Regions from separate parts of the Zea mays genome. Here region 1 is linked to region 2. A link is a contact called in public Hi-C data. All regions are on one chromosome and are shown on one strand. Each heading gives the region's core, a stretch centred on a gene start, on an enhancer-like site or on the middle of the called end of the contact. The rest is flanking DNA. Distances are from core to core; before and after follow the strand shown. Region 1 holds the start of LOC100280763. Region 2 holds the start of LOC103651666 (probable protein S-acyltransferase 4).

Region 1 (4,106 bases), core at 191-2,690, 140 kb after region 2:
ACGCGACTGCCCAATGTCTGTCGTTGTCTTCATCGCTGGTTCTTGGCGTCTTCATCTCGATCGGATGACAAGAGAAGTTGGACAAGGATCAGGATCCTCGAAGCGCATGGGGGTATGATCAATTCAGTTCATTACAGTTTTATATTCTGCATATTATATATGTCATATGTAGCTTTGTTCTATCGTATTATAATATGTTATATCTGTCTGTCTTAATTTTATAGTCATCATGTTTATATTGTTATCTGTTTATTTCCAGTTGTTCCGCAATAATCCATGAACCATGTTTATATACTTATTTTATTTATATGATTTACATGCTTCATATGCTTTGTGTTCTCATGATCCATATTGTTATGGATATTTTTGAGATCATGTTTTCTATGTTTGATTATCTATTATATGTCATCATCATAATTTTAATTTATGGAATTAAAATGGTACAGAAAATGCCTATATTTCTAACATGGACAATATTATCTTTCTCCGCACGTAATCCTAATGATACTCAGATTTTCTACACAGCTAGATTATCAGAAAAGCTGGTCAGAAAAAAGCTAAATCAAACAGACACTCTCCGCTGAAATTACGAAAAATAGATACAAATTGGGGTACGAGAAAAAAATCTTTAGAAGCTTCATAAAATTATTTTTATCTCTACTAAAATGCAAAAACTATTTAGAGAAGTATAAAAAATTCTTGAAACATTATAATCGATGTATAAACATGTTTTTTTAACTTTGTACATCCAAATATGGGTCACAACCATTACGAGTGCAAGTATGCAATGCAACATACATTAGCACTGAATGTCTTCATTCTATTCACTTGTGCTAGTTGTGTATTATGCTTTTTTGTCATGAAATAATCTTAAAATACATTTAAACATCAATTGGAATGTTATGTAAATTTTTTATTTTTAGACACGTTTTCCATTTCTCTATAAGTAATTTTTTTTTGTTGGAAGCATTTAGAGATAATTATTTTATAAGCTCTAAATATTTTATTTATATAATCATCTATCTCTAGTACTTTCTTATGATGTTTAGAAACTTAGGGGCATTTTCTGTAGTTTAAAAATCTTATCAAATACCTACTCAGGTTTTTAACTAAAACAATGGACAACCGTTTTCAAAACCACCTCAAACTAAGATAAAAAAGGTAATTTGAGCAATTTTAAGAGTTTAGAGAGTAAGGGATCTGGTTTTAAAGTTTAAGGAAAAAAAAAAAATCAAATTTCAAGGTCAACAGGAGTCTTTGCTCTTTCTATTGATTTCCTTCCATTCCCAGGCTGGGCTCACGCTTGACTGCTCGCTTTCGGGGAGAGAAAGAAGTGGAGGAATCCAAGTAGTGGGCTAGATTCTGCCCAGTCCAAATAAGCAGGCCCAACTAGCCAGCCTTATGTGTTTTTTTTCTTTCTTTCTTGCCAAGATTTCTTTCATTCAAAAAAGAAGTAAACGGAAAGTCTTGTCTCATCCACCTCCTCACGCCGGCAGGGCAGAGCAGAGCAGGTGCAGCGGATCGACATCGACCCATGGATTCTTCGGCCCTCAGCAATCCGCGTCTCATGGCGCTCATTGAGGTACCTGTTCCGCTCCGCTATGCCTAGTGGATGATTTCTTGCTACTCATCCCAATAAACCCATCGGCGGCGCATCCGCTAATCCCCACCCCCGCATGTTTTTCCTTTTTTCTTTCCTCCCGGATTCTTTGATTCCCTTGATTGATCTAGCCGAAGACGATGTTGCTCTCGCCCTGGGATAATAAATAGAACCAAGGGAATCTCGTATCAGCTGGGAGGGAGAATGCTCCTGAATCTTGGGTTTAGAGATGTGCCAGGAGTTTGTATTCAGATGCAACTGATGCTAAAACCCTAGGAGTATTCAATAGCTCTCTACTGATGAAGTATCCAGCATCGCTGCTTTAAATGTAAGTGATGCATCTTGATTCTTGATATGGAGGGGTTTCCATCATTCCAGAACTGGTTCAACTGTCAAAAGGGTCTTCAGTCCATTCTACAGTGAAAATTTTGGATGTTAGCCAACCTGTGCATACCTGATTTTGACCTGTTCCGTGTACAAGCAATAACTAGCCCTTACCCTATACTGATAAACTGCCTCACTGCTGTTGGAAGATTCTTGCTCATCCTGAAGGGCACTGCTCGGTCATTATATTTCCCCTCATTACGAAGTTTCTACATGAAAAAAAGGAGACTCCTTACTTGTTTTTTTTATAACACTTAACCAGTATTTAAAAGGTGACTCCTTACTTAATCAGTGCTGGGTCTGCCTGGGCGCCTAGGCGGCAAGGCACCACTGTTTCCCAAGGTGAGCTGGGTACGCCTGACCATCACCTAGGCGACACCTTTGAAACACTGTTGAACTATAAGTTGCTGTCACAGATCATAAATGGTACCAGAGAAATGATGCTAGTTGTTCAAGTTTAAGCAATTCTGACCCTCCAGTGCATCTATGTTATGCTATACAAGATAGGCAGGGAACCGCCTTGCTACACATCCTGTTCCTGTGAATCTAACTCAAGCTGACCCCTGTTCTGGGTCTGTCCGATGTTACATGTCGTTTCAGTAAATGGTATGGATGATTTGCGGTTTGTAGAGTAAAAATTCAGCCTGGGAATCACGCGGTTTTCTTTCCGTAGGATTAGTGAGACGTGTGTGAAGTTACTTGGTGTTTAATAGAATCAAATTCAGCATGTTCAGACTTAAGGAAATCCAATGCAAGCAGGGAGGATGGTAGGCATGACATGTTCAATGGAACTGACCGATGAACGTGAGTACCTGCAGCCATTTGATCTGACACTGGAGGAACCGGTGTCCGTGTGTTTCAGGAGGAGAAAAAAAGGGCCATGGCGAACGAGCTGGTGGCGAAGCTGACGTTTGTCTGCTGGGACAAGTGCGTGACGGGGAGCGTGGGGAGCAGCCTGAGCAGGAGCGAGACCTCGTGCCTGTCCAACTGCGCGAAACGCTTCGCCGAGGTGAAGATGATGGCCCTGCAGCGCTTCACCACTACCGGCCGCGGCTGAAGTCCCAACGGCCAACCACGCGCGCAAACGCAGGCATCTCTCTCTCTCTCTCTCTCTGCCCCTGCGTGGACGGAGCAATGTGTGTGTGTGGTGTGTCCTCTGGAGTGTGCCATTGTTGGTGAGATGGTAGAAAACTAGAAAGACATGTCAATGTATCCTATGCATTTTTTTTGTTTAAGACGGTGTTAGAATTAAGTTGATTCTGAGATGTTGATGCAAGAAGTGGCTGCGGCTCTTCCGTTCCTGCAGGGATTAAAGAAAAAGTCAAAAAAAATTTAAAAAAATTGTCTGAGCCCAGGTTCGAACTGGGGACCTTTAGTGTGTGAGACTAACGTGATAACCAACTACACCACCCAGACTGTGTGATATGAGATCATGAAAGTAATTACTTAGTAACACGATTTACATGCTGCAAATGCATAGAGCGTGAATCGGGATCATTTATGTTGGAACGAACTGCATGCAGATGATATGATAATGATATGACCTCGTCCTGATCCATTCTACTCTCTCTGAACATCCGTGAATAGCTGAACAGAACAGGGTCGAAGTCAAGGTTTCGAAAAGATCTGGTTACGGTTGAACTTAAAACTATTATTTTGTGTGGGCAGATATATTCAAAAAACATTCATGGAACGCTTTGCTAATATATATAAAGTAAGATTATTATTATTATTAACTAGGGTTTCTCGTAGAAGACGGACGAACTTTGGAGTGGTCGTGCCGTCGTGGTGGTGTGGCTATTATTGCTTCAGCGGCATGCTAAATCAAACGTTTAACTTTGCGTCCGAGTCGTGGAGCCTGGAGGAACTTTGCATTAATTAGCCCAGCTGACTGCGTACGCCAGCCAACGTATTTCTGATCGAGACCGTCGCATGCACGCATAGCGTACACTGTCACTGTGTGCAATATAATATAATACGCAGATTAACATTATGATAATATAATACGCAACAAGCTAGACCGTTCCCGTCCGACTGCCCATTTAGTTAAAACTTGCGTTACATGTCAGTCACGTTCATTCGTCTGATTGAGACGCTAGCTAGCTTGTGATCCGGAAAAAGG
Region 2 (4,314 bases), core at 1,057-3,556:
AACAAATTCTCAGTGATGGTAATCTCTGTTTGATATCAGCGATATGCATAACAGTAATGAAACAAGTGCTGACTTGCACGTGTCCTTTTTCAGTGGAGGTCTGGAGCTAGAATCTGATAATTCAACATTCAAATTGCGTACTGCATAGTAGCTGGGTCGGTTACTTACAAGTCCAATGCACTGGCCGACCCATGGGCAGTGGTGGTCAAACTTGTGGACGCAGTTGTTGCAGATGGAGCAGTGCGAGGATCGTGGCGGACGGTACCTCAGGCAGGTCTCGCAGAACTTCACCTTCACCGTGAAGCCGTTGATGATGACGTCCTTGGTCCGGCGGAGCCTCATCCGCGGGGTTCTCCCGCCGCTCCAGTCCATAGACGGCGTGTTGCAGCCGAGGAACTCGTCGGCTTCAGGGGGCGCCCTCGAGTTCCTTGGCACGATTCCTGGGTCTCTGGTGGATGTCATGGATAGGAAGACAAGGTCCTGCGTTTGAAGCCACGGTTCAGTTTCTGGCTGCATTGGGAATCGGATGTTTTTGATTCATCAGTTTCATGTATCTAGGCTGGAGCCGTTGTGGAGTTCATGATGATTGCTGGGAGAGAGGACAGTGGAGTCGGCAAAGAAGATGACGGGCCTAAGAGATAGACGCACTGACCATGATCGTTGTGACGGTGACTACGAGCGCTGCTGCCTGGTGCATCTGCTGCTGCTGCCGCCCACCAGAGCCGTAGAACGTGGATTTTATCTGGTAGCAGAAGACGATGGTCGGGGCGACGATGAGGAATGTCGTGAGCAGGAGGGACGCGGCGTCGGGCCCGAACATGAGCCGCCCGCCGCACAGGAATATCTGCAGAGTTGGTTTGGTTTGGTTGCCCTGTCAGTGGACTCTGGGTCTGTTTCGGGCAACCTTTGTTTGAAGAGTTGCCGAACCATTTGAAACTGGTAACGAAGGAGAGAAGAAGACAGAAGAAGCTCGTGCTGGGGCTTACGCACGTTGTTTCCCTTCCAAGCCTGGTAGAGCCTTCTGCGCTCAGCCTCCTCCTGCTGCTGCTCATCCTCAGCAGGCTCTGATGGCTTCATGACGGCGCCCTCTAGTCCTGGCTTCTGCTGATGCTGCTCATCCTCAGCAGGCTTTGATGGCTTCATGACGGCGCCCTCTAGTCCTGGCTTCTGCTGATGCTGCTCATCCTCAGCAGGCTCTGATGGCTTCATGACGGCGCCCTCTGCTCCTGGCTGCTGCTGCTGCATGATGCTTGCTCTGATTCTGTCACGAGACACGCATCGGTGATGGCGAGGTTGGACATGTGTGACGCCTGCCTTGCTTTCAACGGATGATGGTCCAGAGCAGAGGCATTGTAGTTGCCGTAGGAGCAAGCAGTGCCCAGCGGTCAAGCTGTACTGCAGGCCATCAATAACTGGATCACCCCTTTTCCATTGAAGGAGTTCCCAAGGACAGGCAGCAGGCAGCAGGGAGTGGTGGTGGCAATGGGCACGCAAATGCAGAGAGAAGAAGCTGTACCTTTTGGTTGGGTTGGGTTGGGTTGGGTCGTGTTGACAAACCATCCCAATTGTTAGACAGATTGATCCTCCGGGTGGTGGATGCGATGCCGGTACGTTACATTCTTATTCTTATCCTGCCGCGATCCCCGCTGGAAATTGCGTCTCCCTGGAAAGCCTGTTAGCATATACCTCTGTCTCTGTCTCTGTCTGGTAGCATTTAACTTCGTCTGCTGGTTTTGCTGGACCTGCATACTGTTTTTTTTTCTTGAGACGAACCAATTGACCTGCTCGGCCCGGCCCGGCCCAGGTCGCGAACCCAATAATGCATGTGGTGAGGCTGAGGCAGGCCCAGCTGTCAGCTCTCAGCTGGCCGTGTCTGACTCTGACCTCCGGACGCCAGCCGCACAAGTGGAGTCATGTGCGCAGCCCGGGCAACGTGATCCCGTCCAGCCAATCGTATCGCTCCACCTCCAACCCCATTACCTCAAGTACCTCTCACTTTCCAAATTGTAAGTTACTCTGTTTTCTTTCTTCTTTTCTAGAAAAAAAAAGACTCGATGTCTTAATTTTATCTTAACTCAAACTATCATAAAGTTATAAATGAAAGAAATCTGTCTTGAATAACAGAAAAGCACAAGAAAGTAAATGTCATGTTCACTGGTGTTGCCGTCTTGCATTTTGCCACGTGTGGAAATTCACCTGTGCTGTGCAGAAGAACCTTTTGTCGTACTCGTACCTCTGCAATCCGCGGCATCCATGGATTGGTTTGCTTGACCCCGTCGCCGCGTCGGTCGTCGGCCACCATCGAAGCCACGCGGCTTCTTCCTTCTGCGTTTCTGCCCCTCCTCGCACCCGCACTGCCCGCCCGTTCGTCCGTCGTCGTCTTCGCCGCTCCCTCCCGGCCTCCCGGGCTGGACGAAACGAACCCTCGCTCGCCCTCCTTATAACCGAACGGCCGAACCCAGCCAACCCAGCCGTTTCTCTTCGTACGGCCTCTGCCAGCCAGTGTCCTGCTACTAGGGAAGCATACCAACTCCCCATTCTTCTCTTCGCCGCAGCCAGGAAGGAAGGATGTGCGGGATCTTCGCCTACCTCAACTACAACGTCTCGCGGGAGCGCCGCTACATCCTCGAGGTCCTCTTCAACGGCCTCCGCCGCCTCGAGTACCGCGGCTACGACTCCGCCGGGATCGCGCTCGATGCCGACCGCCAGGTCCCCTCCCCCGCTCCCGCTTCCTCTTCCGACGCGCGGCCGTACGCCGGGGCGCCGCCGCTCGTGTTCCGCCAGGAGGGCAAGATCGAGAACCTCGTGCGATCCGTCTACTCCGGTCAGCCCACTCCCGTTTCAAATCTCCTTGTTCCTGCCGCAAAACTTGGATATGCTTTTTGTTTTGTTTTGTTTTGTTTTGTTTCGGGGGCCGACTTGTCTCTATCGGACGGGTTTTGGGATCGCAATTTGTGGGGGATTATTCTGTTACCTGCTGACAGTGATTTTGGCTGATTCTATTCTACGGTTACCGCGTGACATTTCTCTCATATCATATAGCTTAACCACAGGCTCTGAAAATTCTGGATCTCTGTTCTCATCAATATCTCTAATTCTAGTTTGTAGCTCTTAGCAAATCCTGGACGTAGAATTGGGCCATGCATATCAAGTAGGCTTCTTCCATTTATGCCATTCGTCAGAAATCGTATACAAGTTTCCATGGCACTTTTGGTGGTACTCCGTCCTGTTCCTGTACTAGTAGTCCTGAAATGCTGAACTATACGAGTAGCTCAGAAGCTAAATCTTACTCCAGCTTCCGTGATTGTGTCCCTTTTCTCAGAGGTTGATGAGAAGGATGTGAACCTGGATGCTGCGTTCAGTGTGCATGCTGGGATCGCACATACCAGGTGGGCCACGCACGGTGTGCCTGCTCCAAGGAACAGCCACCCCCAATCGTCTGGTGCCGGTGATGAGTTCTTGGTTGTCCACAATGGCATTATCACCAACTATGAGGTCTGCTTACTCTGCTATTGTGATATTGTATAATATAAAATAGAGTTCTTGCATGTTCTTCGTTTCATATGGTGACATACTTGTTACTGTGTGTGACATTGCTTGATGGAATCCTTGCGGTATTGTATTGTTTGTTTTGTTCTATATAGTCTTTACAGTTGTGTGTGCACATGGACCATTGAAACCACACGCCTGTACCAACATACCAACACTTGCTTTGAGCTCCCTTCACATGGGATGTCCCCTTATCTTCCCTCCAATTTTTAAGCAGAGAATCTGCCCTTTAGAGGCTGGAACTTTGTTCCATTATCTAAAAACAATTTAATACTTACGAATGGTTACCGCAGTACATTATTTACTGTTTAACAAATGGAATATCAAGAACTGCCATTGCAGATCTGCAGTTTATCCAACGCCAGACTTGAATTTCCTTTTCTAATCATGTAATTTTTTTCGCAATACTCAATGTTAGATTTCAAAAATTGATCCTGTGTTTATGGACATTTATGACACTCAAGTCTGAACCATCATAGACTTCAATGTATGTTATCATGTGCATCCTCTTGATTCTGTTGTGAACTAACGTGGCACCATATTATACTTGGTAAATGACAAGTCTAACTTGATTTTTCTCTCATGTCTGTTGATTCTGTTCAGGTCTTGAAAGAGACACTAACTAGGCACGGCTTCACCTTTGAGTCTGATACAGACACAGAAGTCATCCCTAAGCTAGCAAAGTTCGTTTTTGATAAATCTCATGATGAACAAGGTAGTGTGTCTGTACCCCTTAAATTGCAATATTGCTGTTTGTAGACAAAA

The links. Hi-C and Micro-C count contacts between places; a contact is called where the count stands out from the background.
Region 1: a Hi-C map of leaf shows a contact between it and region 2, with 9 times the contacts expected there. The contact joins the promoter of LOC100280763 here to the promoter of LOC103651666 in region 2. A contact is called at or near these places in 4 of 25 Hi-C or Micro-C datasets (ear, leaf and tassel).

What each region holds. Positions count from the first base shown.
Region 1 is chr3:235,922,973-235,927,078 of Zm-B73-REFERENCE-NAM-5.0, forward strand. LOC100280763 reads left to right here and starts at 1,441. Exons shown (of 2, transcript NM_001153684.1): 1 at 1,441-1,582; 2 at 2,847-3,284. The coding sequence starts at 1,535. The coding sequence ends at 3,041. It overlaps TRNAV-CAC (transfer RNA valine (anticodon CAC)), which reads right to left and starts at 3,400; the gene lies at 3,327-3,400.
Region 2 is chr3:235,777,765-235,782,078 of Zm-B73-REFERENCE-NAM-5.0, forward strand. LOC103651666 (probable protein S-acyltransferase 4) reads right to left here and starts at 2,307. Exons shown (of 7, transcript XM_035966546.1): 1 at 2,234-2,307; 2 at 991-2,035; 3 at 653-844; 4 at 169-480. The coding sequence starts at 1,560. LOC100194010 reads left to right here and starts at 2,216. Exons shown (of 11, transcript NM_001309891.1): 1 at 2,216-2,824; 2 at 3,323-3,495; 3 at 4,153-4,264. The coding sequence starts at 2,569.